Linked DNA regions of Mus musculus: regions 1, 2, 3, 5, 6 and 7 are each linked to region 4. The links are chromatin contacts, called in public promoter capture Hi-C maps. All regions are on one chromosome and are shown on one strand. The core of a region is the stretch at or near the end of the contact, and the rest is flanking DNA. Distances in the headings are between cores, read along the strand shown. Region 1 holds the start of Cstb (cystatin B). Region 2 holds the start of Pdxk (pyridoxal (pyridoxine, vitamin B6) kinase). Region 3 holds the start of Syde1 (synapse defective 1, Rho GTPase, homolog 1 (C. elegans)). Region 4 holds the start of Sumo3 (small ubiquitin-like modifier 3). Region 5 holds the start of Gatd3a (glutamine amidotransferase like class 1 domain containing 3A). Region 6 holds the start of Trappc10 (trafficking protein particle complex 10). Region 7 holds the start of Pcbp3 (poly(rC) binding protein 3).

Region 1 (3,659 bases), core at 225-2,724, 820 kb before region 4:
CCTCTCAGAACATGTACATGTCCCCTTAAGGGGTTCTCTGCAGGAAGTTGCAGGACACTCTGCTCTACTCTGAGACTATGTCCCCAGTTCATGCCAAGCTACTATCAGTACCCACCTTGATGAAGAGGTTGGTGCCAGCCACTATCTGTCTCTTGAAGGATATGGCTTTAAAGACATCAAACTTCTGATTTTCTTTCGATTCAAGCTGGGACTTCACCTGGATGGTGGGTGAGAAGGAAGGACTTAGATTCATGCACAGGTGCCCCCACACACACACACTGCCAGCCTTCAATACTCCTCATTCCGGGGGACATGGTAAACTGTTGGCCCCACTGATAAAGAACAACACAGCTCCTTTTTTTTGGGGGGGGGGGGGACAGGGTCTCACTATGTAGCTATGGCTGGCATGGAACTAAGCAAACTGGGCTGGCTTCAAATTCAGAGAGACTCGCCTGTCTCTGCCTCCTGAGTGCTGATGTGGCACGTGGCCAAGGTTCCCTTGCCTGGCCAGTGTGTCTGTAACATTTCCTCATTTCTAGGGTCTCATGGAGCTGACTCACTCCTTCTTGGCCACTTCAGTCAGAGCAAACACCTCCCAAGATCAGCTAGGCTTAGTGGACAGGGTCCTGGGCTTGGGGCGTGGCAGGAGAGCTGAAGAGAGGATTTGTTTAACTTTTCTTCTCTTGCTAATACCCTGAACCTCCCCCTACCTTGTACTGAATCTCTGCTCTGCTAACAGTCACAGGAAGGGCAGCCCAGGCCCAAGGTCCACCCCCTCGTTTCAGACTAGGCACAAGCAAGTTCTACAACTTCTGGTTTTGATCCTTTTTTTTTTCCCTGAGGGGCGGTGTTGGTGATGGTGGTGGTGGTATCAGTTGAATTCCTGCCACTGAGCTAAACAGTCCTAGCTCTTTCTTTTGAGGAGACAAGCACAGTAGCCCAGTCTGGCTTTCTCTTGTTTAGGCCTGGGTGTAAGTCAAAAAGGTGCCGTCTAGGTTCTAACAGCTGCCTTCCTGAATTCTCTGGGACCACCGGATCCCTCCACCGATCCCGGGGCTAGTTCCCTAATAGGTGAGTGGCCCTCTTGTATGCAAGCGGCAGAAGACTCGCCCCAGTTCCCGGCCCTGAATCTTCCAACCAGATCCAGAGCCCCCAGCTCCCAGTCACACTTGTGGCCGCCCCGGAAACCCGCTGCAGGACCTGACCAGTCTGGGCAGGCCGGTCCCTGAGGCCGCCGGGTCTCCGCAGGCCTGGCTCAGACTGGCCTGACCTGGGCCCAGCCTCACCTGGTCGGCGACCTCCTGCGTCTCGGCCGTGGCTGGCATTGTGGCAGATGGCGCGCCACACATCATCTTGGCAGCAGTAGTCGGGGTAGCACGGAGAAGCTGAAGACAGATCCAACTAGGAGACCTGGGTGCCTGGACCCTAGAAAAACCTGGCTTGGCTCCGCCCCCCCGGACCCGTAGCACGTGACAGAGCGACGGGGCGGGGCGCCGCACCCTCTCGCTCGCTCTCTTTACTGTCACCACCCTCCGTTCCAGGCAGAGTCAGGAGACCCAGGCTGGGCGTGGGCGGAGGGTGAGGCATGGTGGGTGCTTCACGTCCTTTCCCTGAACGGACGCTAAGAAGGGTTTGGAGGCTGGGAGTCCTGATTGCCCCTCAATGGTCGTGAAGTGATTGTAGGAGTATCTCTGACCCGGCTTAGGGGCTTCCGGGTCCTCACAGGATGCAGAGATGTGAGAAGGGGTCCTAGTCTTTCCATGGAGTAGGTGGACACGAAGTACAGCCCTGGACATCTCAATTTCCCCTTGTCCTGTGACTATTAAGTGGGGGTCTTGATGGGTCCCTATCCCTCCTTCCATAGAGTGGATACAGAAATAGATGATTGAGGACCTAGAAGTCTCAGATCCCTGTTCCTTGACCCCTGGCCCCATCCTTTCCTCCCCTCCCCAACGTGGACTTAGTTTTTGGGTCCGGATAACCCCATGAAATAAGAGCTTATCTGGGAATTCCATTCTTTTTGAATGACATGGCCTTGTCAGGCGGTAGGCGGGGCTTGGGGATCCCAGCCCCAGCCCCACAGAGCTGGGTAGGTGGTCTATTCTGGGTGAGACTCTATTCTCACACACCCAACACAGGCTGGGAACCATGAGGACCCCGGATATGCCCTCTGTCAGTGCTCTTACTTGAGTGACCTTCAAACCCGAGTTTCCGTTTGCAAAACTGTCACAGTTGGATAGCAGGACATGATGGTATACACCTGCAATCCTGGCACTTGAGAGGCTAAGCTAACCTGACTATGCAGTGAGACCTTGGCTTAAAAAAAATAATTTGGGGGTGCAGAGGTAGCTCATGGTAAGGGGCTTGCCACGGAAGTGCGACAGCCTGAATTTGATATTTGGAACCCAGTCAAAGAGCCAAGTGAGGGGCTGGAGAGATGGCTCAGCAGTTAAGAAAACTGGCTGCTCTTCCAGAGGACCTGAGTTCAATTCTCAGCTCCCACATACTAGCTCACAACTCCAGTTCCATGGGATCCTATTTCTCCACCCCCTGGCCTCAATGGGCACTAGGGATGCAAGTGGTGCCCAGACATACATGGAGACTTGTGGTGGTGGCAGTCAACCCAAACTAAAACAGAAGTTAGTACCAGACACTGGAGTATTGCTGGGATTAGGCCTGGCCATGCTTTTGTTTGGAGGAATGTGGATTTTGGGTTAGAAAAGCAATTGATCACTTAATAGTTCATAGGGCCATAGTAGTAGGAATATGGAAGACAGTGGTGATGAAGGTGATGTGAGCTTTGGGGGTCTGGTTCAAGAGGTTTCAGAGGACAAAACTATTTGTATGTGGCCTACAGACTGTTCTCGAGCTTTGGCTAAGAACGTGGTTGCTTTTTTGCTCTTGTCTAAAAAGTCTTCGTGAGGCTAAATTTAAGTCTTTGGGATTAGTTGAGCTGGCAGAGGAAATTTCAAAATGGCCCAGTATCGACTCTCTTGTGTGGTTGTTAGTGGTCACTCTTATGAAGATCTATAATGAAAAGGAGCAAGCTGAGGAAGTAAAAAATACAAAATGTACAGAAAAGGGGGCACCAGGAAGTGGAAAGGAGCTAAATCCTGTTTTTTAAGGAGTTAAACAGGTAACAGAAAAGCCAAATGTTTACATAAAGGGAATGGTGACTTCAGGGCAAGAGTCTGCCCAGCTAAGCTTTCAGCCTGTGAAAAGGAATTAAAAGAAAGTTTAGAGCCAGGTGTGGCGGTGCATGCCTTTAATCCCAGCAGTTGTGTGAAGCCAGTTTTGTCTTCAGATCAAGTTTCAGGACAACCAAGCTCAGGCAGTGAAGGAAAGCAGGGGGTCAGTTCCCAGCCTCAGCAAGCAGCAGAACTTGGCAGCTTCGGTCACATGGTTCTGGCTTTAGAGGCAAGGATAGAAGACAGGGGTTATGGAATCTCCCTCTGAGGTCAAGGGAAGCTGCTGAGGCCAGGTATTGTCATGGGTGGAGGCCTATAGAGGCCATCACGTGAAGCTATGAAGCCTGGATTGCCTTGGAGAAACCAAGATATTGGAGATACCAGAGCCGAGGGATAGCTGTTGAGGAAAGCTGCTAACAGGGAGTGGAGCCAGCCCAGGAGAGAGAGGAATGCTGCAGCCAACACAGCTGA
Region 2 (3,774 bases), core at 1,065-3,564, 860 kb before region 4:
ACAGAAATCCTGAATAAGGCCACTTGCTTGCAGGAGCCTTATGCCAGGGAGCTCTGTCCACATTCAATCCCTAAATCCAAGTCCTCAGATGACCCACAGAGGAGGCAAGCCTATGCAGGAGAACTGAGGCTCAGCTCTGGGCTCCACGCACTGCCTGTCTGAAGGTGTCCTGCAGAATCTGAGAGCTGCGTATAAACGCCCCACAGTTCCCTGGGCTAGGGGACAGAAGGACATATGAGCTCTGAGTCACATTTATTCTTATTAACAGTGACAATGTCAACCATTCAAGAGCTGTCCTTTAGAGTTTCTTCTTAACCCTCCCTCGACCCAGCATGCCAAGCAAAAAACAACTGAATCACTAAGATGTCAAAGGTTTAAAAAAATTGTGTAATCCAGGGAGCAAGTAATTGACTAAGGTGAGAGCGCTTGGCACAAAACCAGGATTTGTGGATTCCTGGAACCCACACGGTGGAAGGAAAGAACCAACTCCTCCTGCAAGTTGTCCTCTGACCTCCGCATGTGCACCGTGGCGTGTGTGTGCACCACTCGCACTTGAATTAAATACAAATGTAAATTTAAAACTTTTTGCCCGGGCACGGTGGCACACCCCTTTAATCTCAGTACTCAGGGGGTGAAGAGTGGTAGATCTGATTCTGAGACCAACTCAGAGTACATAGCAAGTTCGAGTCCAGCCAGGACTACATAGTGAGTCCTTGCCTAAACAAACAAACAAAAGAACAGAATTTATTTATTTATTGGGTTTTTATTTTTTGAGACAGGTTTTGTCTGTATAGCCCTAGTCGTCCTGAAACTCATTCTGTAGACCAGGCTATTCTCGAACTCAGAAATCTGCCTGCCTCTGCCTCCCAAGTGCTGGGATTAAAGGTGTGAGCCACCACTGCCTGGTTAGAACAGCATTTGTAACCTCAGCAATGAGGAATAGAAACAGGTAGATCCCAGGGGCTTCATAACCAGGAAGCCTAGACAAACTAAGAGAGAACTTCCGGGTCCTAGTAGGGTATCTAAGTAAATGAATACATAAAATAAATCCAAGGCAGTTCCAGGTGTGGTGGCATACACCTTTAATCCTGGCACTCAAGTTAGGTGGGTCTCTGAGTTCAAAGCCAGCTTGGCTTAGATAGTGAGCTGGATCAGGGAGAGAGACATCATGAGACCTTGTCTCAAAAAAGCTAAAGAAAAGCTCAAAGTGAATTGCCCCTCCCTAAGTATAACACCAGAGGTCTTCTATACACATACACAAACACAGAAATGCCGGGATTATAAATGTACACCATTGCTCCAGGCTAGCAAGATTCAGTTACAAGAAATGTTTAGCACATACATAGTATCCAGCAAACGTTACTATCAGCAAGCAATTAATTATTCCTCCAATGTACTTCCATTTAGTTGATTCCAGTCAAGCCTTCCTAACAACTTGGTTCTTCTTTACAGCTTTTCTGGTGCTGGGGCCTTGGTATGCACCCCACCAACGGAGCCTCAAAACCACTTCCTTTTTCTGATCTGTTCCCCAAGCAATGGGAATGTTCCTTTCTCTTCAGAGCAGATCTGGTCCCCAGTACTCTCTCTCACCAAGATAAAGCAAACTTGACATACTGGCCTGTGCCACTGATCTGTGACCCTGGTGTGTCCGTGACCACAGGAGTGCCAAGTGTAGGTCTGGAGATGGGACAGGAAGAGAGGTGCGCTTTCCCTAGGACTGAGAGGACTTGGTGGGTAGTGAAGAGGGGAAGACCAGTGCAGCCCCTTCAAATCTGTCCCCATGAGTGGCTCTAAGCAGACTTGAGCCTAGAGAAGATCTCTTATTATATTGAGAAGGGGCACGTGACTCCTGACTCAGGGTAGCCTGAGATCAGATGCCTGTGAGCCCTACTGGGTCTGGGATTCCACGCAGGCCGCGTGGCTGGAAAGGATCTCCTGATCTCTGAGGGTCTTCAGGCTCTGGAGCTCAGTGGAAACTCTTTGGACAGCAGCTCCGGAGTATGCCACCCATGGAGTGATCAGCGCCGCGGGCCAAGGAGGTGGAACAGTGTGTACTGAAAGTACCGTGCTGTGGAGTGTGATACAGGCGAACCCCCTGACGCACAGACAGATCTGCAAAAAGGGATGTGAGGCCACGTGATGGAGCACAGAGGAAGGAGCTCATGTGCTGGATTCCACAGGTCCCGTTGCCCGGAGGGGCGGGGCCTGCGTGAGGCACCGCCTTCAGCCCGCCCCTCGCCGCGCGGGACTCGCGGGTTAGCAGCCGGCCTGTTGAGGTCAGAGGAGGCGGGGAGCGCGTCCAAGCCTAGCGACTGCGCGTGCTTAAAGCGCTCGGAGCAGAATCCGAGCGAGCGGCCTGAGCAACCCCAGCCTGTGACACCACCTGGACCACGCGCCACTACAGCTTTCCCGGCATGGAGGGCGAATGCCGGGTGCTCTCCATCCAGAGCCATGTTGTCCGTGGCTACGTGGGTAACAGAGCGGCCATGTTCCCTCTGCAGGTATGCGCTCCACTGCTTATGTAACCGGGCCGGGCTGCTCACTTGCGGGTCTACGGGTTCGCTGCGTGGCCTTTTCCGACTAATGACCTTGGCCCCCTGTGGCCATCCTTTTGGGTCCCTATTGAGCGCTGGGCGCGCTGAGGGCAGATCCTGGCGCAGGCAGGCCGGGGGCGTGGACTACCCTGGGGAGCTTACAGCGGGGTGGTGCAGGTGGCACGAAGCCCCCTGCCCGGCTGTGGCGCACACGGTAGCGCCTGAGGGTCCCTGTTGCTTCCGTCTGCCTGACCAACAGTGGGCAGGGGCTTCCCGAAGCGTTAAAATGCTGAGCTGGGAGAATCCTTTCCTTTGGGAGCGCGGAGAGCCTCTTGGTAGACACATTGGCTAGTGATTGCTCGCTCTCTGCAGACATCCACGTTCTGCTTCTACCCATTCTATGAACTTGGACCAAGGAGGAAGCTGGGCCCACGCTTGGGTCTGAACACTCTTAGGGTGGTCTGTCACCCGCAGAGATGGGGCTGGAACTCTGCACCTCCCGCGTGCTTGCTTTTATTCCTAAAAGACAGCATAGTTTGCTGAGTTTGGCTTTGGAAGCAACCTGTTAGAAGGGCTGTAGCCTTTTCTTCCCAGATCCTATCTCCTGTGAGATGTGTGATGAATGAGGCTATCTCTGATCATTTCTGGCAGGTGGTGCTTCCTGCTTGTGACTGGTTGCCCTTGGAGGGAACCAGGTTGTCATGGGCATTAGAATAGGGGTCATAGGCAATATCAGCTGACTGGAGCTTCCTTGCCTGGCCGGTCCAGCAGGAAGATTGGGCTGGCCTGGGCAACCAGGTGGTGGCCTCTTGCAATGTATCTTTTTTGGCTGGTCACTGAGCAGGGTGGCAGGTCCCCGTTCCCCTTCCGCTCATGTCTAGCCATTAAACTGATTCCTGGGAGATGTTAGGGTGTAGCCTCTGGCTACCATGGACCTGAAAGAAGGACTTGGAAGGAAAACAGGTGGCTGGAACTGCATTTAAGGACAATAGAGGACTGTCCTGAATCAGGCTTGCTTGCCAGACAAATAGAGCAATTGATTGTTATTATACAGCATAGGAGATCAAAGTCTGTAGGCAAGGGCAGTTGCTGAGTGTTTGAGCGCCTGTTGGTTGATAAACAGTGCTTCACCCACACGGTCTAGTGTAGGCATTCTTGTTCTATCCAGAATGCACTGGTCTGGTGCTTCATGCTCTTTACCTTTGCTCTCTAGCTTAAGGGGCCAGGATTGGGGTAACAA
Region 3 (3,651 bases), core at 965-3,464, 990 kb before region 4:
CATTCAAATCCCGAGTGCTTAAAGTTTAACCTCATTGAAGTTGGTAATCCCAAATGGACAATAAAGTACCTCCTCCCACCTGTACTCTTAGTGGTGTGTGGGACAAGAACTTCACTGGAAATGAGGAAAAGTCTCTGCCAACACTTCAATGGGACCCAAGAATTCATGCAGGTTGTGGTGATGATCTACACCTTCCGGGTGGGTGGGGTGAACGGTGGTGAAAAGACTTTGTTCAGGAATGTGATCTTAGTTCCAAGTCCACCCTGGGCACTGAATGTAGCATCGAACGCAAGTGTGAAGCAGGTTTTATTTCTTAAGGAGGACACAACACTATATCCTGCCTGGGTTAATCAGTGATTAACTCTGAGTTACCAATGATGCATCCACGTTACATTAAAAACAAATGCTCTTCTTGGAGTCATTTAACCAAGAATACAGATTTGAATTCTTTACTTCATACTTCCTTTGTTTCTGTCCTCTATCTGTTGCATGAGTCTAAATGTATGCCTGCATCTGTATCTGTTCCTGTCTGTCCACCTGTTTGGTATGAGCTCTGTATGTGTGTGGGGGGGGGGAGAGAGAGGGGGGGGGAAGTGTTTTACTCTATATGGATTGAACAGCACATAATGGGATACTTTACAGAAGTCTTTAACAGAGTTTTACAAGGGATTAAATTGCTAGCTCCATCTGTCTCTAATTGACACAGATAACAAGCATCACTGTTTATCAACTAATTTCTGTAAATGGATACTTTCGACGTTTTTTTGGTAGAAAGTTGCTTCTGCTTCTGCAAGTGTTGCTTTCGTGTGCATTATCTGAGTGAGGGGCCGGGAAGAGTACCTAATCTAAGAGTCCAGGTATGCATTACATTATAGGTTGTAAGAAGTTGATTGCATGGGAAATCCAAAACAAGTAGAGTTGATTGCTACATTGTTCTCTTACTCAATGAGTACATAGGAGGCTAGCAGTCGTGGGTGACTTCCAGGTGTGGTATTATCTCTGGCTGTAAGGTCTAGCAAAAGTTCCAGTCTCTTAGAATGTACTAGATCTTTTCAAACTATTGCAGCACCACAGTTTCTCCTCCCACATGTGCCTGGATAAGCAAAGCTGGGCAGGTCTTCCTTCTACTCATCTGCACTCTTAACTTTTAGACGCCTGCATACCCACCAATTACCACAAAACTACTGAACTGGGAGGAAGCCAAGGACACAGAGGTGTCCACATAGGTGCTTAGTCCACTATCCCAGTGGAGGTCCAGCCTGTGTCTGGCACCAGTTAAGAGACCTGAACTTTAGTTGTGCCACAGTTCATGTGTTGAAAGTTTAGTCCTCTATGTGGCCCTGTTAATAGGCTAGTCATGGTGAAAGGAGCCTATCGGCGGGAGTTGGCCTTCAGAAGACGGTTCTGTGAGACCAAATTAGCAGTTAAAAGTGCTTGTTTCCCAGCCGTTTCTGGGCACCCACACACACACCCCGATCCATGTGCCATACACACAGAAGCACACACATATTCATAATAAAAAGTAAACTTAAGTTGTAAGAATCAGCCCAAACCTAAGATTTTTTTTTCTCTTCCTGTCTTAAGGAGTGCTGCTAGGACATCAACATGAACTCAGTCTACTTTAGAAAGTTGTCCAGCCTCCGGTATTTCAGTACTAAATAAAAAATAATAATACAACCTCCGATTTCACCACTTACTTTCGAGATACACCTATCCTTGCTGTGTTCTCGACTGAGTAGAGATCAGCAGACTGCATCGTCTATATCGCGTCCATGTTCCTGACAGTGAGCATCCCGGCTGTCTGAAACCACTAAGCTTGAGGGTCAATAAGCAGCAATAGTAACTTGAGTTGGGGGCATTTGGGGTTCCCAAGGAAAGATCGTGGTCGAGGTACTGGGTGATGTGGGGATGGATGGACGGACAGGAGGAAAGACATGAGCTGATGTGTGCCTTGGATGCGGTTTGGGGGAGCCGACAGAATGTGCTGCATGCCATCACACAAGGAGGATGGTTATGGGGGGCCCAGCCTATGCCATGACATTCATAGTTGAAGAGTTAGATCAGCCCAGCACCCCATCATGTCCCCTCCCGGCCCCAGGCGACTACATCTCCCAGCATCGCCTGCTCGGGCCGCGGGAAAGGAAAAGAAAAAAAAAAAAAAAAAGTTAAGGCCAAGCATTCCCGGAATGCGCTTCCTGCTGGAGCGGGCCGGTGGGGGGGGGGGGGTAGGCGGGCGGGGCGGGCGGCCGCAGCCCCGGGGCGCGCACTCGGCCGGCCGCGGCCCAAGCATGGCCGAGCCGCTGCTCAGGAAGACCTTCTCCCGCCTGCGGGGTCGTGAGAAACTTCCTCGAAAAAAGTCAGAAGCCAAGGACCGCGGTGAGTGCGGGGACTCTCGGAAAGTAAGAGAAGGGAGCCCCACTCAGCCTCAGATCCCCAGGTCCCCGGTAGGGTACGCAGCGGGACCTAGTGGGTAAGCCGGGAGCGAGCCCTGATGCAAGAGAGGAATATGCACCGGATCTTTGTAAGGCTGGGGGGCTGGGGCGGGGGGCACGGACCGTTATGTGCAGCTGGCCTGAGATGCCAGCCCCAGGGATCCTTGCAAGGCCCCGCAGGGGGGCCTCACCCCTGACAGGAAATGGGGCCTCGAAGGGGCGCCCAGAGAGTGGCGGGGCAGGGGCGGGAGGTGAGGACAGCTGTGTGGCATCGACATGGCTGGGTGGTGGGCACCTCTCCTGGGTACACACTCCTGTACTAAAGAGAGGTCGTGCGGGGTTATATTTATTATTGCAGTCTTTTCCCCAATTCCATGCCACCATCGCTCCAGAGGCTGCAGCCGCACCTACTGTGGCCAGCCCCAAGAAACCGTCCTGTTTATTAAGACAGAGAAACTGAGGCACGTGGTTGTTGGGTGATTTGTCCCGGGCCTGTGAACTGACTTTAAACAATCCTCTGGACTATGCTACTGATGACAGAGACCTGAAACAGAGGGCCAAAGGGTGGAAATAGAAGATCCTTAAATCTGGGGGTCCACAGACAGCAAGAATGAAATGGAAAGGAACGAAAGCTGTATGGGTAGGGGGCTTCGGAAGGAAGCAGTTAAAGGAGGGAGGCCACTATACCAAGGACCTGACTCTTCCTCCCGGGCCGTTCCCAGGGCATCCCAAGGGTCCCAGGGCCAGAGAAGGGATCCGGGTGCCCACACATAAACACACACAGGAAATCGACCATGATGTCAGAGAAAGTAGAGCCAAGATAAGGGGGGCGGGGTAACGGGGCACTGACTGTAGAAATCTGGCTTGGGCTGAGGGGCAAGATCCAAGAGAACTTGTGGGCAGGATTTGGGAAATGGGAAAAGGGTGCTGAATGAAAAAGAAACCAGCGTTCCCTGCCCTGCCTTCCCAGCAGCAGCTACTAGGGCCTTGAGCAGGGCTACAGATCCTATTGTCTAAAGTTGCTTCTCACACTGAGCTCCAAGCTGGAAGGGGGTCGAGAAGAGAATATGATAATACTGAATCTCCTCATAAACAAGACATGGAGCATCAGGAAAAATGCCTTGCTCAAGGCCACTCAATGAGAAGGGGCAGGCGTAAGATTCTAGGATTAATGGAATGTCTGGGAGAGGGGTGACAGAGCCGAAATGTCCTGAGGTTC
Region 4 (3,453 bases), core at 906-3,405:
AACCGCTAAGCTGTCTCTCCAGCTCTCGAGAACCATTTATTTCTAGGAAACAGATCCCTTGCTCTACTTGCAGATCAAGCTTTTTCCCTGTCCTCACGCCAGCCTTCTTTTCCCCCACGGTTCCACAGAGCATGCTCCATGGAAGCACCCTGCTTCCCAGGGGTGTCCTCAGCAACATTTTTATTCCCGGAGAGAGAGGTAGACTAGTGTCAGGAAGCTCGGGTGCAGGGTGCAGAAAGCAACCTGCCCTGCACTGGGTCCTAACAGCTTTAGGTAGGAGCATGGCTCCTTCTAGTCTGAGAAATGGTTCGGCAGGAGAGAGGCTCCATCAAGAACCTGAAGGCACACCTTGAGGCATCATCCCTTCCCCTTCCCCTGCCCACTCACTCCCAGGACACCAGTGACACAGCAGCACTGTCCACAGAGCTTGCCCCCTTCTCCAAAGGGTGGCATCCAATATGAGAAAAAGTAAAGTCCGCTAGTGAGAAGCATGAATCACTCCAGGTCCCAAGATGCTGACTTCTAACCCGGTTCCCGAAAGGATGTGTGTGTTCAAAAACAGAGACAGAGGTGAAAGGCCTCAGGCTTGCTTCCCTCCAACGGAAGGATGCCTGGCTGGGCTCTGGCCTGGAGTTCTCTAATTAGCAAGTAAATACAGAAGAAGGAGGGCTTACTCAGCACACTGACTGCCAACACCTGACACCCGGGAGCTCCTGGGTATAGGTGGAGGCCAGCATGAGCTACACAGGGAAACATTCAGGAGACAGAAACAGGAAGATCTCTTTTGAGTTTGAAGTCAGCCTGGTCTTAAACTCCAGGACAGCTTGGACCACAAAGGAACCTTGTCTAAAAAAAAAGGGGGGGGGGCCGCTGTGGGGGTGTGGAGAGAGTAAGTAACTCACTGGTAGAGCATCTGCCTAGTGGACAACAGCCCCTGGGCTGCGTCACCAAAATATAACATATAACCCTCTGTCTCCACTAACCCGAGGCAGAAGGCATGGCCACTCCAGTACACACCAGGCATTCACTTCCTGCCTAACCGCACCAAAAGGTTACAACTCTTGTTGTAGTTACCAGCTACAAAATATAATAAAGTAAGTTGTCTACTCTTGGCACAGGGCGAACAGGTGCTCATTCAATATCCGGGATGGTGCAGGCAGGACCCAAGGCTGAGCTGAAATTAAAGGTAAGGACCTCGCAGGCAAGATATTTCTGGGCTCGGCTGCTGAGCATGGTACCATGGCATTAGTCCAGATGCTTGCCCTGCTCCTGGGGTCTCTCACCTGAGCCAACACAGTGGTCATCTCCAGGCCAGTCAAGAGCACAGAATGCCAGGCTCCAACGTTTATCTCCCGTTGGATAAAACTGCCCCCAGCAGGGCAGGTGAGTGTGGGAAAACTGTTCAATTTGAAATGGGCAACCCTGGCCTTCCCACGCACCAACTGCCGAGACCACGGCGATGGAGTGGAAGGGCATGCGGCCGGGCGAACATTGGAAGCCCGGAGCGGCCAGCCTTGCTCTTACTCCGGTGCAGCTCTCACGAGCGCCCGCTGAGCCTCACGCGCAGCACCACGCGTGCAACTGTGCGCACGGCACGCGAAAGGATGGCCGCGTCAGGGAGTGAGGCCCTTGCGAACCAAGAACCAGCACCCAAGTTCCGGGTTCTCGAGCCGTGGGCGGGGCTACACCCGGGGCGGGGCTACCCCGGAGGCGGAGCCTTGGTGTGGCGGGAGGCACAGCCGGGGGTGGGGCTAGCGCGCTGCCCGGGGCGGAGTGCAATGCTGGTGGGGGAGGGGCGCGGGTCGGTGGGGGAGGGGCGCTGAGGCTCGGGCGCGGCCCCGCGGGCCCTTTTTGCGCGCGGCCCGGCCTGCGTTCCGCGGAATCTGCTGCGGCTTGCGTACCGGGCTTACCTTGGGCTTCTCTTCCGACATGGTTGCGCAGCGACGGCGGCGGCAAGCGCAGCGGGAACCGGTGGCACTGGAGCGGGCGAGTCACGCTCTCTGCCCCGCCGCTCTCCCGCCGCAACTGTCGCGGGGCCGCGCTTTATCCCTAAATCCCGGCGCGCTGGTTGGTCGCGCGGAGTCACGTGGTCGGGCGCGTGCACGAGGCGCGCGCCCCGCGCCGCGGGTGCGCGCTGGCCAGCCGCGATTCAGGACGGTTGCGAATGCGTCACGGGGCGGGTCAGGCGCCCGGGTGCGCGCAGAGCCCCGGGGACGCGCGACTCAAGGTCCTAGGCCCAGAGACCCCGGATGTGGGTGCAAGACTGCGCGTCCACGCAGGGAGGCACGGGAGGAGTGGGGGCGCTGTGTGCTAGGTCAGGACCCAGAGGAACGTTTTGGCCCAACCAGTAGCCTCTTCACCACCCACATTTGGGGACTTTTTCTTATATGCAGGCTGCATTTGGGTAAGAGAGGGCAAAGAAACTCAGGCTAACCCTTTCAGGTGGTCCGGAAGACGAATAAGGAGGTTACCAGGCATGGTTTATGGACCACACACTCCTGGAACAGGCCTCTGGCCTTTAATTTGAATGTCACAGGAGGGCTCATGTCTAGAAAAGGCATCCTTTGAGGACACAGAGGATGGCTTCTGTTGGCCCAGAAAGCCAGCACATGCTCCCATTTCATCTTTTTTCATTTGATTTCCTGGATGGGGTGGACCAGCCTCCACAAGGGCCATTCCCAAGATGGCTCTCCAGAAGGACAAGCTCTTCCCCTTCATTCTCACTATCTAGCTGCCTTTCTCCCTCCTTACGTAGTCCCAAAGTAACCACTAGGTGGCTTGGGTGGGTGAGAGTGACAGGCACAGAAAGCTTCCCTTCTGACCTACCATTTGCTGTTTCTGGAATGCTATTGTGGACACTAATAACCCATTTTACACAGCACACCAAGATGCCTAGAAGTTTAATAACATGCCCAAGGAGTCAACTAGATAAGCAAAACAAGGGAAGCTTGAGCTGGAAGATCCATCGGGAGCCCTGGCTAAGGGGTCAAGAGTGTCCTTTCCTTGTATCTTGGCGTGAGTTTTTAGAATGCAGCCCACAGGCCCTCTGTGTCTGTCTGCTAACACCTGCAAATCAGGCCAGTCAGGGCTGACACAGTCACCCACAGTCGTCTCAGGAAGGTGTTGATTGGCCGTGTTCCAGGACCACACAGCAGCCTCCAGAGAAGTGGCGCTCTGTTTGACAGAAGTATGTTTCTGTTCCAAGGAAGGGCCAGCAGACAAGTATCCCCACTTCCTGGTAATACTGCAAAGCTACTAAGCCAAGTGTCTGTGAAGCCAACCTTTTTTAGCCTTTCCCCTGTACACATGACCTTTCTTCGAGAAGTTTGTCAAGGTCTTCCACAAGGACGCATTTGGAACTCATCCCACACCCAGACCAGACCAAGGTATGGATTTTCCTCAAATACAGATCATGGTCATCCTTAGCTGAACATATCTCTGGAATGTCCAGCT
Region 5 (3,399 bases), core at 207-2,706, 560 kb before region 4:
TGAGAGCCATTAGCTGTCGCACCCTTGTCATACTCAGGATACACTGATACTATACTGTCTTGGTCACCTGGAACCCGCTCAGGCTTGAACACCGTTATGGGGAGAAGCCAGAGCTTAGCCTGGTGTCGCCAGGTTTCCTGTTCTGCAGAGCATTTCTCTGTGTAGCTTGGGGTAGAAAAGGAAACTGCTTCTTATGTGCCCAGGGACAGCCAGGCCCCTGGCCGCCCAGACAAGGACCCGCTTGTTTTGGTGCCATCTTGGGATCCCCATCTGCAGTACAAATACAGTTTTATGAAGCTTTACTGGTTTTGTCTGTGTGTGGTATGAATGTGGAACTGAGGGCCCAGGGAAGGGCAGGCAAGTAGTGCTGAACCATGCTTCAGCCATCACCATACATCTCATACATCTCATCCAGTTTAATTCTCATACCAGAAACTGGGCTCAGTTTGGAGTATTTTACAAGTCTGCTCCGTGGTAACCATGCCCACTCCACCCCTGTGGACAGCCAGATGCAAATTGCCTGACACTGCTCCACCCCTCCCCCCAACTACTGTCCCCTGAAACTGAATAATCCCTGACTCGCTGTAATGGTGTTGGGCCACCAAACCCACTTCTGTATGCTCCCTGGCTTCTGCATATACTGTGCATCCCAGGCCTAAATGTCTCCTAAATGTGAAAGGGTTCCCATCTTAAGATGGGAACACCCAGCAGCTAATTATCCCTAGGAGTTGAGAGAAGCCAGGTCACCTTTGACAGCCTTCACTGTGGCTAGGGAGAGGCAGTGAAACTCTGGGAGTTATCTGGTCATTACCCCGATGGACACCGGACTGTATGCAACTATAGCAATCACATTGATTCAAAATAGGAAATGGAAGGTACGATGCTCAGCTCAGCTCTTCACTGAATCGTGACTGGCAGAACTGTGGCCTGTGAGGAAGCTGCAGAGGTACCCAGAACACAATGGCAGGAGCAATTTACGATTGCACCGTGAGGGCGCGGGGCTTGCTCTGACCCCGTTATTTAAAATCAGTTTTTAGTCATTGCATAGACTGGAATTGCAATAGGTAGTCAAGGTGGCCTACACCAAGATGAGCGCCCTTCAAACATTAACTAGGCAGACCGGGCCGCTCAACAAGGTCGATCGCAGGAAGGTCCTAACCTGGCATACTTGCTTGCTTGCCCTCTCAAAACCGAGAAGAGGCGTGTCCCAGCTCGGTCGGTCATTGAGCTGGAGAAGTCCAGCCAACCGGTCTCTTAGGTGAGGGGGGGCGTGTCCTGAGATCTGTGGCCCCTCCCTCCCGCTAGTCCTCCAGGGAAAAAGGTGCTGGGTTTCCCGTACGCCGTCGGTCACTGCGCAGGCGCGGCCCCACCCACTGGCCCTCTCCAGAAAGGGGTTGTTACGCGCTCCTCCATTGGCCAGGCGCGACCCCGCCCCACGGCGCACGTTCTCCTGACACCACTGTGGCTGGCTGCCCTTCGTGATGGCTGCCGTCAGGGTTTTGGTGGCGCCAAGGCTGGCTTCTGCGCTCCTACCGCTCTCCAGATACCACCGGGCTCCCTCCCAGCGCGCAGCCCTTCACAGCTCCGCACCGCGGCCCGGGGCCAGGGTGGCGTTGGTGAGTGCAGAGCCAGACTCCCAGGCCGAGTGCCTTCCCTTGCTAGGTCCCCGCAGCCTGGGGTCGACCAGCTGTCCGCCCAAGGTCGGCTCTTGGTGGGGTTCAGCCTCCCCTCCCTCGGTAATTGCGTGTTGGGCCCTCGCCCTCGTCAGTGCCTCTCTTCCTGCAGGTGCTGTCGGGCTGTGGAGTCTATGACGGAACCGAGATCCATGAGGCCTCAGCGTAAGTCCTCAGAGTTTGTAAACACTCTCTTGGTTTAAAAGGCAGAAATGGCCAGAGGGTGACCAAGCGCAGTGGGTTCACATCGTGATAAGTCCAAAGCCAAAGTTAGCACAGCCAAGACACAAAAGATGCCACCCGGACCCTGGGTGAAGGCAGAATGCCTGGCAGCAAGCTGGGGTCTTGAACATACCCAAAATGCAACACCTGCGGAGTCAACAACCCTCGCTGCTCATCAGTCAGTAAAAGGATGCCTTGCCTACTTATTCTGGTTCTACCCTTACCTTGCAGAAGTCTGTAAGCGGCAGGAGCCGTGCCTTCGTAAAAGCAACTAGGTGTCCTATAAACTAGGAATTCCCCAGCACTTGGTGCCAGTCCATCTGTAAAATCGTCATGCTGTGAGGCCGGAGGACACATTTGGAAGTGATGTCTTTGTGGATTTTCTTCATATAGGATCCTGGTGCACCTGAGCCGAGGCGGGGCTGAGGTCCAGATCTTTGCTCCCGATGTCCCTCAGATGCACGTGATTGACCACACCAAGGGGGAGCCTTCTGAGAGGGAAAGCAGGTATGGGTAGGGAAAGGACCTTACAAGAGCCCTGTTCCCATGAGCAGCTCCTGTACTGTAGCCTTCCTGATTATGTGATCAAGTGTCTGTCCCTCAAAGCAACTGTCATCCGGCTGTTCTGGAAATACATGGCCATGGGCCAAATGTTTCTGACCTCCCCGTGACCGTTACAGGGGTAGCAGTAGCCTTTGGGTGTGAGGTGGTCATGCTCTGCTCTGGCTAGTCCCTGTGTGGTACTGTGTTCCCTTTATCTTGTTGCTTTGTTTTTGGCAGGGAGGGGTTGTTTGTTTTGTTTTGTTTTCCCAAAGTTTCTCTATGTAGAGAGACTGTCCTGGAACACACTCTGTAGACCAGGCTGGCTTTGAACTCTGATCCTCCTGCCTCTGCCTACTGAGTGCTGGGATAAGAGGCATACTCCACCACTGCCTCGGGTTTTTGTTTTTGTTGTTTGTTTGAGACAGAGTCTGTTTGGCCCTCACAGGCCTGGAACTCACTATATACAGACCAGGGTGGCCTTGGATTCCTAGAGATTCTCTTGTCTTTGCCTCCAAAGTGTTGGTGGGATCAAAAGCAGTTGACTCTATGCCCAGCACAACTACATTTTTTTATTTTAAAGATTTATTTATTTGTTATATATAAGTATGCTGTAGCTATCTTTAGACACACCAGAAGAGGGCATCAGACCCCATTATAGATTGTTGTGAGCCACCATGTGGTTGCTGGGATTTGAACTCAGGACCTTTGGAAGAGCAGCCAGTGCTCTTAACCACTGAGCCATCTCTCCAGCCCACAACATTTCTTATCTGAGGCTTGGTTGCAGGGTAGGGGCTGAGACTGAAAAGGTAAGAGAGAGGAACTGCAATTTAACTACCAAGGCTGTCTTTAGGGAGTTCCTCTTCTGTCTAGAACCCTGGCCCCTGAATCTAACCCCTCCCTCCTGTTGTACAACTGTATATGAGGTTGCATCTCTATCTGATGTTCAGGTGGCTTTGGGCAT
Region 6 (3,662 bases), core at 325-2,824, 640 kb before region 4:
AAGCTTCAAGTGCTTCCATGTGGGATCACGAAACCTGGGGTTACCCACTCAGGAGGCCTCAGAGGATTCCTCAAAATCCTTGTCCCCTGGGTGGCGGGCACTCAAATTTGGCTCCGAAGCACACCATCTCTTATTCCATTTGAGGTGAGAGCTTCGTTCTTTGTGCTGACATCTCACAAACGCTTAGCTGGATGGGGTGAAAAACCTTTGGCACGTCCACGGAGGCTTTGGACCCCTATTCTTGCTTTGCTGTGCTCTCTCTAGGCCAGTGGTTCTGAACCTTTCTAATGCTGTGACCCTCCTAAATAAAAAATAAATATTAAGTAAATAAAAATAAAATATTAAATAATGAATAAAAATTAAATAAATAAACTAAAAATTAAATAAATAAAAATAAAAATATTAGAGAAAAATATTAAATAAACAAAATAAATATATTAAAGAAGTAAAAATAAAATTATTACATAAATAAAAATAGTTTGTTACTACTTCATAAACTGTAATTTTGCTACTGTTATGGGTCATAATGTAAATATTTTTTTTGGAGCTAGAGGTTTGCCAAAAGGCTCGGGACCCACAGGTTGAGAACCCCTGTGCCTGGCAGTCTCCACCTGCTTCAACTGCCCTAATCAGTTGCCTGAAAGCCCAAACCAACATGCTCCCCAACAGTCAAGTCATGCTCAGACATTCCATTTGCACACTGAATCCCATTTGCAAAAGCTCCCATAGACCTGCTTTACTTGCGCCGAGTTCAGTTCAAAGCAATATTTGATTTTGCGACATTCACAATACCTAGCGGCTTCAAAGCAGTACCAGCTATAGGTGACCAGTACTGATGAAGGTGGGACATAGGGAGCATTCTGGGAGCCAAGGGAAAGAGTGCTGAAGGCTGACGCAGGTGGAAACGACCTATGTGGTGGTTCATACGAGTAAAACCACCTAATCAACCAATCAAACAAAAACCTCACAAAACCAGAAAGGACAGTGGGAAGCTGGCGTGCCAGCGGGTGCACATGGAGTTGTACGGGGTGGGTGGAACACTTTCGATCTTGCCTCGCTTTGAGTCAGCACACTTGGCAAGTCCGTGTTAACAGGCAAGCAGAGACTCAGCTTGGCACTGCACAGTTGAGCTCGCCCAGATGTAAAAACCGACCCAAGGCATCCTGCAGAAGCCGGAAAGGAGGAAGCTCCCTCGGAGATAACGGGAATTCCGCCAGACGTGACGTGGGGGCACACAGGGTAGAAGCGAGGATGAGGGTAAGGGAGCATCTGCAGGTGCGAAGCCGAGGAGAATCCAGTTTAGACAGGTCTGATGAGACCAAGCAAGGGTCACCAAGCTTGGGCATTGAGAAGGTGGGGTCAAGGAGCTCAGGCACGTGCGCCGCCCTCTGTCCTCTGCAGCTGCCTGAGAACCGAGGCAGAGGCGGCTCCCGCTATTGACAGCTACAGCGGCCCCGCCCTGCACCGCCGGGCGGCCCGGCACGCGGCCTTTTTCGTAGGAGGGCATTCGGCGGCGAGGCCCGCCCCTTTAAGTCGCGCGCCCCGGAAGTGGTCACGCGGCGGCGCCGGGGCCGGAAGTGGACGCGGCCGGCGGCGGCGGGCGGCCGGCTAGGAGCTGCCGGGGGCCGGCGGCGAGGAGGCGCGGGCTCAGCGGGCCCCGCGCTGCCTCGGGTGCCCATGGCGGGCGGGGGGCCGGGCCGGTGACGCCGGACGCCCATGGACGCCCCTGAGGAGCCACAGCCACCGGTGGTCTACACCATGGAGAACAAGCCCATCGTCACCTGTAAGTGCGGCGGGGCGGGCGGGCGGGGGGCGCGGCCGGGCTTGGCAGCTCCCATCTACGCGGACACAGCCGACCTCCGACCTTTCCGCGGGTGACCTCCGACCCGCTGTGCAGCCGACGCCAAGCTTTGGGTCCTGACCTGGGCGGTCTCCGGAGCAGCTCGTTCTGTACTGTCAGTGCTGCTAGGGATCGGGCCGGCCTTCCCCGTGGGTCGGCTCTCCTGCGCGCTGACCGCAGTCCGGTGGGCAGGCCCAGCTCTCCGCAGAGCGCAGGTGCTCTTCCTCTAGTGACTGTCAAGCCGGAGTGGCAGGTGGCCGGCCAGGCTTAGGAAGGAACCCAGCTCTGTCTGGTCCAATCATCCTGTGCTTATAGGCACTTTCCAGAGCTGCTCCACCAGCGAGTTCCCGCTCGGACATCCCCTTCCGCACTTGTTCCTTCTCCCACTGAATGCACACACACACACACACACACACACACACACACTCACACACAAAGATTGGTTTCTCTGCTACAGAAAAAGAAAACCCTCATTTTAAAGCATAATTTCAGAACGGAGTAGTTTTGCAAACTATGGACTCATGGGAAGTGTGGACGGGTTGGTTAACATTTTGACAGCTTTGCGGTGCTGTCTCTCAAAGGACAGGTGTGATACGTGGCTGTTGGCAGTTCAGTATGTGCTTGACCTTATGAATTTACTTTTTTCTAAACAGGAAGCATATTTGCAAAACCTGGTGCTAGGCCCCAGGGTTCCCAAGGTCTCCAGCACACCCTGCTCTGTTTTCTCCTTTGGGCCCTTGGATACATGGGCTCCTCCCAGTTCCTTCCTGTAACCGCATAGACATTTCATATTTAAAGACTTACATCTCTTTATTGCTAGATTAACTTTCTCAGGGATATGGATGTGTCTCCCATAAAGTTGGGAGACTTGCATAGTTCAGCAGTTAGTTGTGTGTGTTTTGTTTTTTTTTTTTTTTCTTCCCAGAATGCTTGGCAACTGAGAGGCTTGCCAAACCTCACCTGCAGGCAGGTGGACCGATGTGGCAGAGCTGGTCTGGAGGCTGCCCCGCCCTGCCCGGGTGCTCCTTGATCCCCTCAGGGAAGTTGCACCCTGTTCATGGTTGGATTCAATGTGTTCCAGGTCCTGAGAACTTTCCCCCAGTACTGTGCACAGTAGGAATTCTGGATGAGTACTTAGAACCCACAGGGACACCCACTTACTTGACTGCATCTCCCGACCCTTAGCTTTGAACATTGGCATCTTCATTGCCATAGACATTTTATCAGCATCCTGCTGAAGGTAAAGTTGCAAGCTCAGCGGCATCGGCTGTGGCTAAGGAGAAAGGGTTAATTACTCTGGTAGCTAGTACTTGGAAATGTGTGCTATTTAATGTCTTACCTTCCTGTGTGCAGGACAGCTGCAGGGTGCCTTCCTGTAGGCCTGTTGGAGTTTGGGTGTTGGTGGGGGATTCCCATGGCTTTGGGGTAGCATCATAAGAAAGTGTGCTGATGGTGTCCCCAAGTTGGAGGGCACAGCTCTTCACTGGAATTTCAGAAAACAAAGTCGTTTTAGAGAAATGTAAAAGCAATCTCTTTAAAATAAAAGGCTTTTTTTTTTTTGACACTCAGGAAATCTGACTTAGTATACACTCAGTGGCATTTTTATGTTTCTGGGGCTGCAGCTTTGGCAAGCACTTATCCTGGTTCCACCTTATTCCTTCTTTATCTTGTTATGTTTTAAAGGAGAAGCTAACGAACTCAGTTCAGAAATCTACCCAAAGGCCAGTTCACTCTTCACAACACGTCAATACTGTGTATATGGTTCTCTTAGTGTTTGCTCCCCAAACAATCTGTTTTATCGTATTAAAAAATTCATACTTTA
Region 7 (3,810 bases), core at 1,174-3,673, 640 kb after region 4:
CAGATGATAATTACAAGGTTCCTTTGCTCCCCACTCTCCACACCCCAACAAGATACCATGGAGTTATTTATAAATGCAAGCCCCCGGGTGCACTTCTCCTGGGAAGGACCACGCTGACAGCTACTGGTAGTGCTAATGGAAGGCAGGAAGCCTGCATTCGGAGGGGATGCGGGACGTGTGGAGGGAGGGTAATGGGTCAAGCAGCTGCCACACAGCCAAGGGGCGGGGCTGCCTGCCCTAGCTCTCAAAGATCTGCTGGGATATGGAAGGAAGAGCCTACTCAATTGTCTCTCGTGTCAAGGGTGGGGCTCCGAGATGAACCGCTTTTTCTCTTCCCAGGGTTGGCAGGAACTGGAAATAATTGAAAGTTGTTAGGGTCCAACACACTGCCTTGAAAACACTATCATTACTCTCCTAATGACTAAGTGTGTCTTCCAGGAGGAGATGTAGGCAGCTGAGCCCTCCCCCCAAACCCCACGGCTCCTGGAGAGTAGAGTAGGAGGCTGGCAACCTGTAATCTGGAGGGGGGGGGTGCTTCGACAGAGCCTAATGCAGCTCCAGCCTCCGGAGCCACTGTGCAGAGCCCAGGAGGCCGATGGCCCGAGCTGATCCTGGAGACACTTTGGATCTTAGTTCAAGTCCTGGTTTAGGTCTGGGTACTGCTGCTGGGTTCAATGTCAATCCCTTGTGTTCGTCTCCTAGGGGAAGTCCTTGTCTCAGGGACTCCTAGCATGCTACCTGACATGCCCTCCTCCAAATTTCCGCCCTCCTCTCTACCATAGCACAGGGCTAAGGTGTAGTAATGTGCGATAAGGCTGTCCATATGCTCTCTAGATTCTCCAGGTAAAGGTTCGTGATTTGCTGCAGCTGCACTTAGCTGCTGGGTAAGGCTTTTGACAGCTCCTGCTTGCCCGGACCCAGGCCCTTTCTTTTCAGAGGTTGTCATTGAATCACACAGGTTATGTTTGAAGACAAATAAGAGCACACTCCTTTCTGACTCATCGATCCCAAGTGACTACTGTATATGTCTGCTACAGGGGACCAGGACTTTTCCCTTCAGAGTGGATTCCAGGACATCATACTCACAGGACTCTGGGCATTCCCAAGAGCTACTTGGTTACTATGGTGAGGTTTCAGACCTACGGAGTCTTCCTGACTCTACCATAGAGATCGTGATTGTAACAGGTGGAGGGATGAGGGGACAGAGCTATGTATACACCCCTTTGCATGTATGATATATCGTTATTGGCACCGAAGTGAGTCATTGGTGGGTTTGAGGCTCAGGGCGGGATGAGTTTTGTCATCTCAGCTAGAATGTCACCCTCAACCCACTTCTCTGCTCACCCGTCTGTTCATATGACAACAAAGAAGCAACTCTGTTTCCCAGAGATGCTTCTCGAAAGTCTGGAGGTAAACATGTGGATCACTCTCTCCACCTATGAAGGGCAAAGCTTGATTTCCAAGTCCAAAGAGGCCTTCTCTGGCTGGTTCAGGTTGCTTCAGGAAGCCAGGAAGGATGACCCTGGGCTCCTGGGTATCTAGGTACTGATGGAAGGCAGAGTTCCCAGGACTCGCAGCTTCTATCAGTACTGGAATTACAAGTTGGCCTGGTTCCTTTACCTTCGTGGTGTGCAGAAAGGAATAAGCCTAAGCTAATAGAGAGCAATCAGATGAAGGAAGTTTAGTCCGATGAAAACGATAGTTAATTGACACAAAATAGAGCAGGACACCTCTGAGGAAAGGTGCACAAAAGATAACAACAACAACAACAACAACATGACATGTTTTCCCACAGCCACTACCACAGCCAGTTCTTCCATCGGCTTTGAATCGCTTGTGGACAGGTGTGCAGGCCCAGAACCTAAACACAAGTTCTACAGTCTGGGCTGTGTTGGCTTTCAAAGGCTTCCAAGCAGAGAGGGGCACCCGCGAAGGGCTGCGGTCAACGGATCAGGCCCACATAGTCGCGAAGGCTGTGGGTCCAACTGACCTCCCTAGAATATCAGCGCGTGCGAGACTGGGTGTCTGCAGTCTCCCGCTAGCTGCGTGTGCCAAACACTTGCAGAGGATGCAGGCCCCGCAGCCATCTCACAACCAAGCATCCACTCCCTTCCCTCTAGCCTTCTGGAGGCCCCGCCCCAGGCCCGGCCCTGGCCCCGCCCCGTACTGTCCCCGCCCCCGCCAGTTGACTAACCTTTCCAGAAGCCCCGCCTCCTCCCAGCCCCAGAGTGGGGCCCCGCCCAACCCTAACCGCCCTTCGACGCTAAACGGCTTCTAGCCGGAGAGCTTTCCGTGCCCTGATTGGCTGTGATGGTCACCGTTTCGCAGCTCCATTGGCTCCCGGCGCCCGCTTTCTCAGGCCCTGCCCTTGAGCGGGGGCGGGGCCAGAGGCGGCGGGCTGCGCAGGAGTGGCTGGTTGCACGGAGGGGGCGGGTCCTCGCCGCGCGCAGTGCTTCGGCCAGAGCTCGAGGCGCTGCTTACCGTCGCCTGAGCTAGGAGACGCCGCGGCCGCCGCTGGGTCGCATCGGGCTTCGCGTCGCGCCGTGTACGCCTCCTCTGCCCCACCCGACCGGCAGCATAGGCTCTACCTGGTCCGCGGCCTCCCTGTCCGCGGCGGGGCAGGTGAGTGAGTGGCGGCGGGTTGAAGTGTGTGTGGGGGGGTCCAGCGCGGAGGTAGCTCGCATGCCGCGTCCCAGGCCGGCCGAGACCCCTCCAAAGGCCAGAGGACCGGACAGTTCGCAGTCAGAAAACTTCATTCGAGCTGGGGTGTTGGGGATCCTGGGGGAAGGGTTGAGGTTGGCGATCTCAGTACTAGGGCCGGGATCCTAGGCTGAGGCGAGGGTCCCAAGCTGAGGCGAGGATTCCAGGCTGAGGTGAGGGTCCCAGGCTGAGGGCGGAGGTCCTGGGAGAGAATAGGGGGTACCAGGTTGAGGGCGGGGGTCCCGGGCTGAAGGTAGGGGTCCCAGGCCAAGACCAAGGTCCTAGGCTGAGGGCGGGGATCTAGGACTGAGTACCGAGCTCTGAGGGCTCAAGGCTGAGGTTCCAGGGCTTAGTGCAGAGTCCCAGGCTTAAAGCAGGGTGGGGGTATCCCAGGCCAAAGCGATGGTCGGAGGACTGAAGATGGGAATCCCAGAGGCATGTGTATCAGGCTGAGCAAAGGGTCAAGGGAAGCAGCTTCCCAGGCTGTGACCGGGGTCCTAGGCTGAGGCAGGAATTACTTAGAGAGAGGGAGAAAGAGGTGGGTGGGTGGGTGGGGAAGTGTGGGGCCGAGGGTCGGGCTCCCGGAATAGAGTAGTTCTTGATAGCCCCTTGGGCTTGGAGCTGGGGCCAGAACAGGGTCCTAGACAGAAGTTTCCAGTGAGGGGCTCACTCTCCAGCTCTGCATGGTCTTGCCTGTTCTTGGATTCAGGCACGGCCTAGGGTCCTTGTGAAAGTCTGACGGTAACTGGCCCTGGCCTACGTCGGGGGTCGGGGTAGAGCCACTCAGGAAAACCCAGGCCTCTTTACTCCCTCCCTAAATTCAGAAGTTGTTAGTGGGCACATTACGCTGCAGGCTTTCGGGTCAACACACAATAGCTGTGATCTCACTGGGACTTGCAAGGCTTAGACGGATGTCTTGTGATTGAGACGAGCTGGGGAGGAAAAAAAAAGGAAGCCCAGAGGATGGATGTGGGGCGAGGGCAGGGTGCGGCCTTTTCTCCTCTCCCCTCCACCGTGGTCTTCTGTTTTCTTCTTTCCTCTCAGTTCTCCTCAGGTTTTCCCCGCACCATTCATTAGAGCCTGAACAGGTAGACTAGACAGGCGCCGGTT

What was found. Promoter capture Hi-C pulls out the DNA fragments that hold promoters and counts their contacts. Capture Hi-C pulls out chosen DNA fragments and counts their contacts.
Region 1: a promoter capture Hi-C map of adipose tissue shows a contact between it and region 4, with 4 times the contacts expected there. The contact joins the promoter of Cstb here to the promoter of Sumo3 in region 4. A contact is called at or near these places in 4 of 39 promoter capture datasets (cranial neural crest, hippocampal neurons, maxillary cranial neural crest and 1 more), 1 of 484 Hi-C or Micro-C datasets (CD4 T cells), 4 of 115 datasets of contacts at active chromatin or transcription factors (bone marrow-derived dendritic cells, bone marrow-derived macrophages, memory CD8 T cells and 1 more) and 2 of 9 other capture datasets (adipose tissue and liver).
Region 2: a promoter capture Hi-C map of liver shows a contact between it and region 4, with 4 times the contacts expected there. The contact joins the promoter of Pdxk here to the promoter of Sumo3 in region 4. A contact is called at or near these places in 2 of 39 promoter capture datasets (the C10 cell line and pre-B cells), 1 of 484 Hi-C or Micro-C datasets (CD4 T cells), 2 of 115 datasets of contacts at active chromatin or transcription factors (memory CD8 T cells and regulatory T cells) and 2 of 9 other capture datasets (adipose tissue and liver).
Region 3: a contact with region 4 is called in a promoter capture Hi-C map of pre-B cells, with 4 times the contacts expected there. The contact joins the promoter of Syde1 here to the promoter of Sumo3 in region 4. A contact is called at or near these places in 2 of 39 promoter capture datasets (the C10 cell line and pre-B cells).
Region 5: a contact with region 4 is called in a promoter capture Hi-C map of hippocampal neurons, with 3 times the contacts expected there. The contact joins the promoter of Gatd3a here to the promoter of Sumo3 in region 4. A contact is called at or near these places in 12 of 39 promoter capture datasets (3T3-L1-derived adipocytes, the C10 cell line, the HPC-7 cell line and 7 more), 3 of 484 Hi-C or Micro-C datasets (CD4 T cells, LSK cells and granulocytes), 2 of 115 datasets of contacts at active chromatin or transcription factors (bone marrow-derived macrophages and pancreatic cancer cells) and 2 of 9 other capture datasets (adipose tissue and liver).
Region 6: a contact with region 4 is called in a promoter capture Hi-C map of liver, with 6 times the contacts expected there. The contact joins the promoter of Trappc10 here to the promoter of Sumo3 in region 4. A contact is called at or near these places in 2 of 39 promoter capture datasets (liver and pre-B cells), 1 of 115 datasets of contacts at active chromatin or transcription factors (memory CD8 T cells) and 2 of 9 other capture datasets (adipose tissue and liver).
Region 7: a contact with region 4 is called in a promoter capture Hi-C map of pre-B cells, with 2.7 times the contacts expected there. The contact joins the promoter of Pcbp3 here to the promoter of Sumo3 in region 4. A contact is called at or near these places in 2 of 39 promoter capture datasets (liver and pre-B cells), 1 of 484 Hi-C or Micro-C datasets (embryonic stem cells) and 1 of 115 datasets of contacts at active chromatin or transcription factors (epiblast stem cells).

What each region holds. Positions count from the first base shown.
Region 1 is chr10:78,423,485-78,427,143 of GRCm38.p6, reverse strand. It overlaps Cstb (cystatin B), which reads right to left and starts at 1,474. Exons shown (of 3, transcript NM_007793.3): 1 at 1,287-1,474; 2 at 116-217. The coding sequence starts at 1,352.
Region 2 is chr10:78,463,488-78,467,261 of GRCm38.p6, reverse strand. It overlaps Pdxk (pyridoxal (pyridoxine, vitamin B6) kinase), which reads left to right and starts at 2,314. Exons shown (of 11, transcript NM_172134.2): 1 at 2,314-2,501. The coding sequence starts at 2,415.
Region 3 is chr10:78,590,527-78,594,177 of GRCm38.p6, reverse strand. Syde1 (synapse defective 1, Rho GTPase, homolog 1 (C. elegans)) reads left to right here and starts at 2,214. Exons shown (of 8, transcript NM_027875.1): 1 at 2,214-2,376. The coding sequence starts at 2,289. It overlaps Gm30346 (a long non-coding RNA gene), which reads right to left and starts at 2,137. Exons shown (of 3, transcript XR_380602.2): 1 at 1,698-2,137.
Region 4 is chr10:77,604,799-77,608,251 of GRCm38.p6, reverse strand. It overlaps Sumo3 (small ubiquitin-like modifier 3), which reads right to left and starts at 2,155. Exons shown (of 4, transcript NM_019929.4): 1 at 1,911-2,155. The coding sequence starts at 1,931.
Region 5 is chr10:78,167,812-78,171,210 of GRCm38.p6, reverse strand. It overlaps Gatd3a (glutamine amidotransferase like class 1 domain containing 3A), which reads left to right and starts at 1,456. Exons shown (of 7, transcript NM_138601.3): 1 at 1,456-1,616; 2 at 1,786-1,838; 3 at 2,289-2,402. The coding sequence starts at 1,482. It overlaps Pwp2 (PWP2 periodic tryptophan protein homolog (yeast)), which reads left to right. Exons shown (of 21, transcript NM_029546.2): 21 at 1-301.
Region 6 is chr10:78,242,557-78,246,218 of GRCm38.p6, reverse strand. It overlaps Trappc10 (trafficking protein particle complex 10), which reads left to right and starts at 1,574. Exons shown (of 23, transcript NM_001081055.2): 1 at 1,574-1,783. The coding sequence starts at 1,717.
Region 7 is chr10:76,960,560-76,964,369 of GRCm38.p6, reverse strand. It overlaps Pcbp3 (poly(rC) binding protein 3), which reads left to right and starts at 2,423. Exons shown (of 16, transcript NM_021568.2): 1 at 2,423-2,622. Gm35664 (a long non-coding RNA gene) reads right to left here and starts at 2,229. Exons shown (of 2, transcript XR_380584.1): 1 at 2,195-2,229; 2 at 1,768-1,994.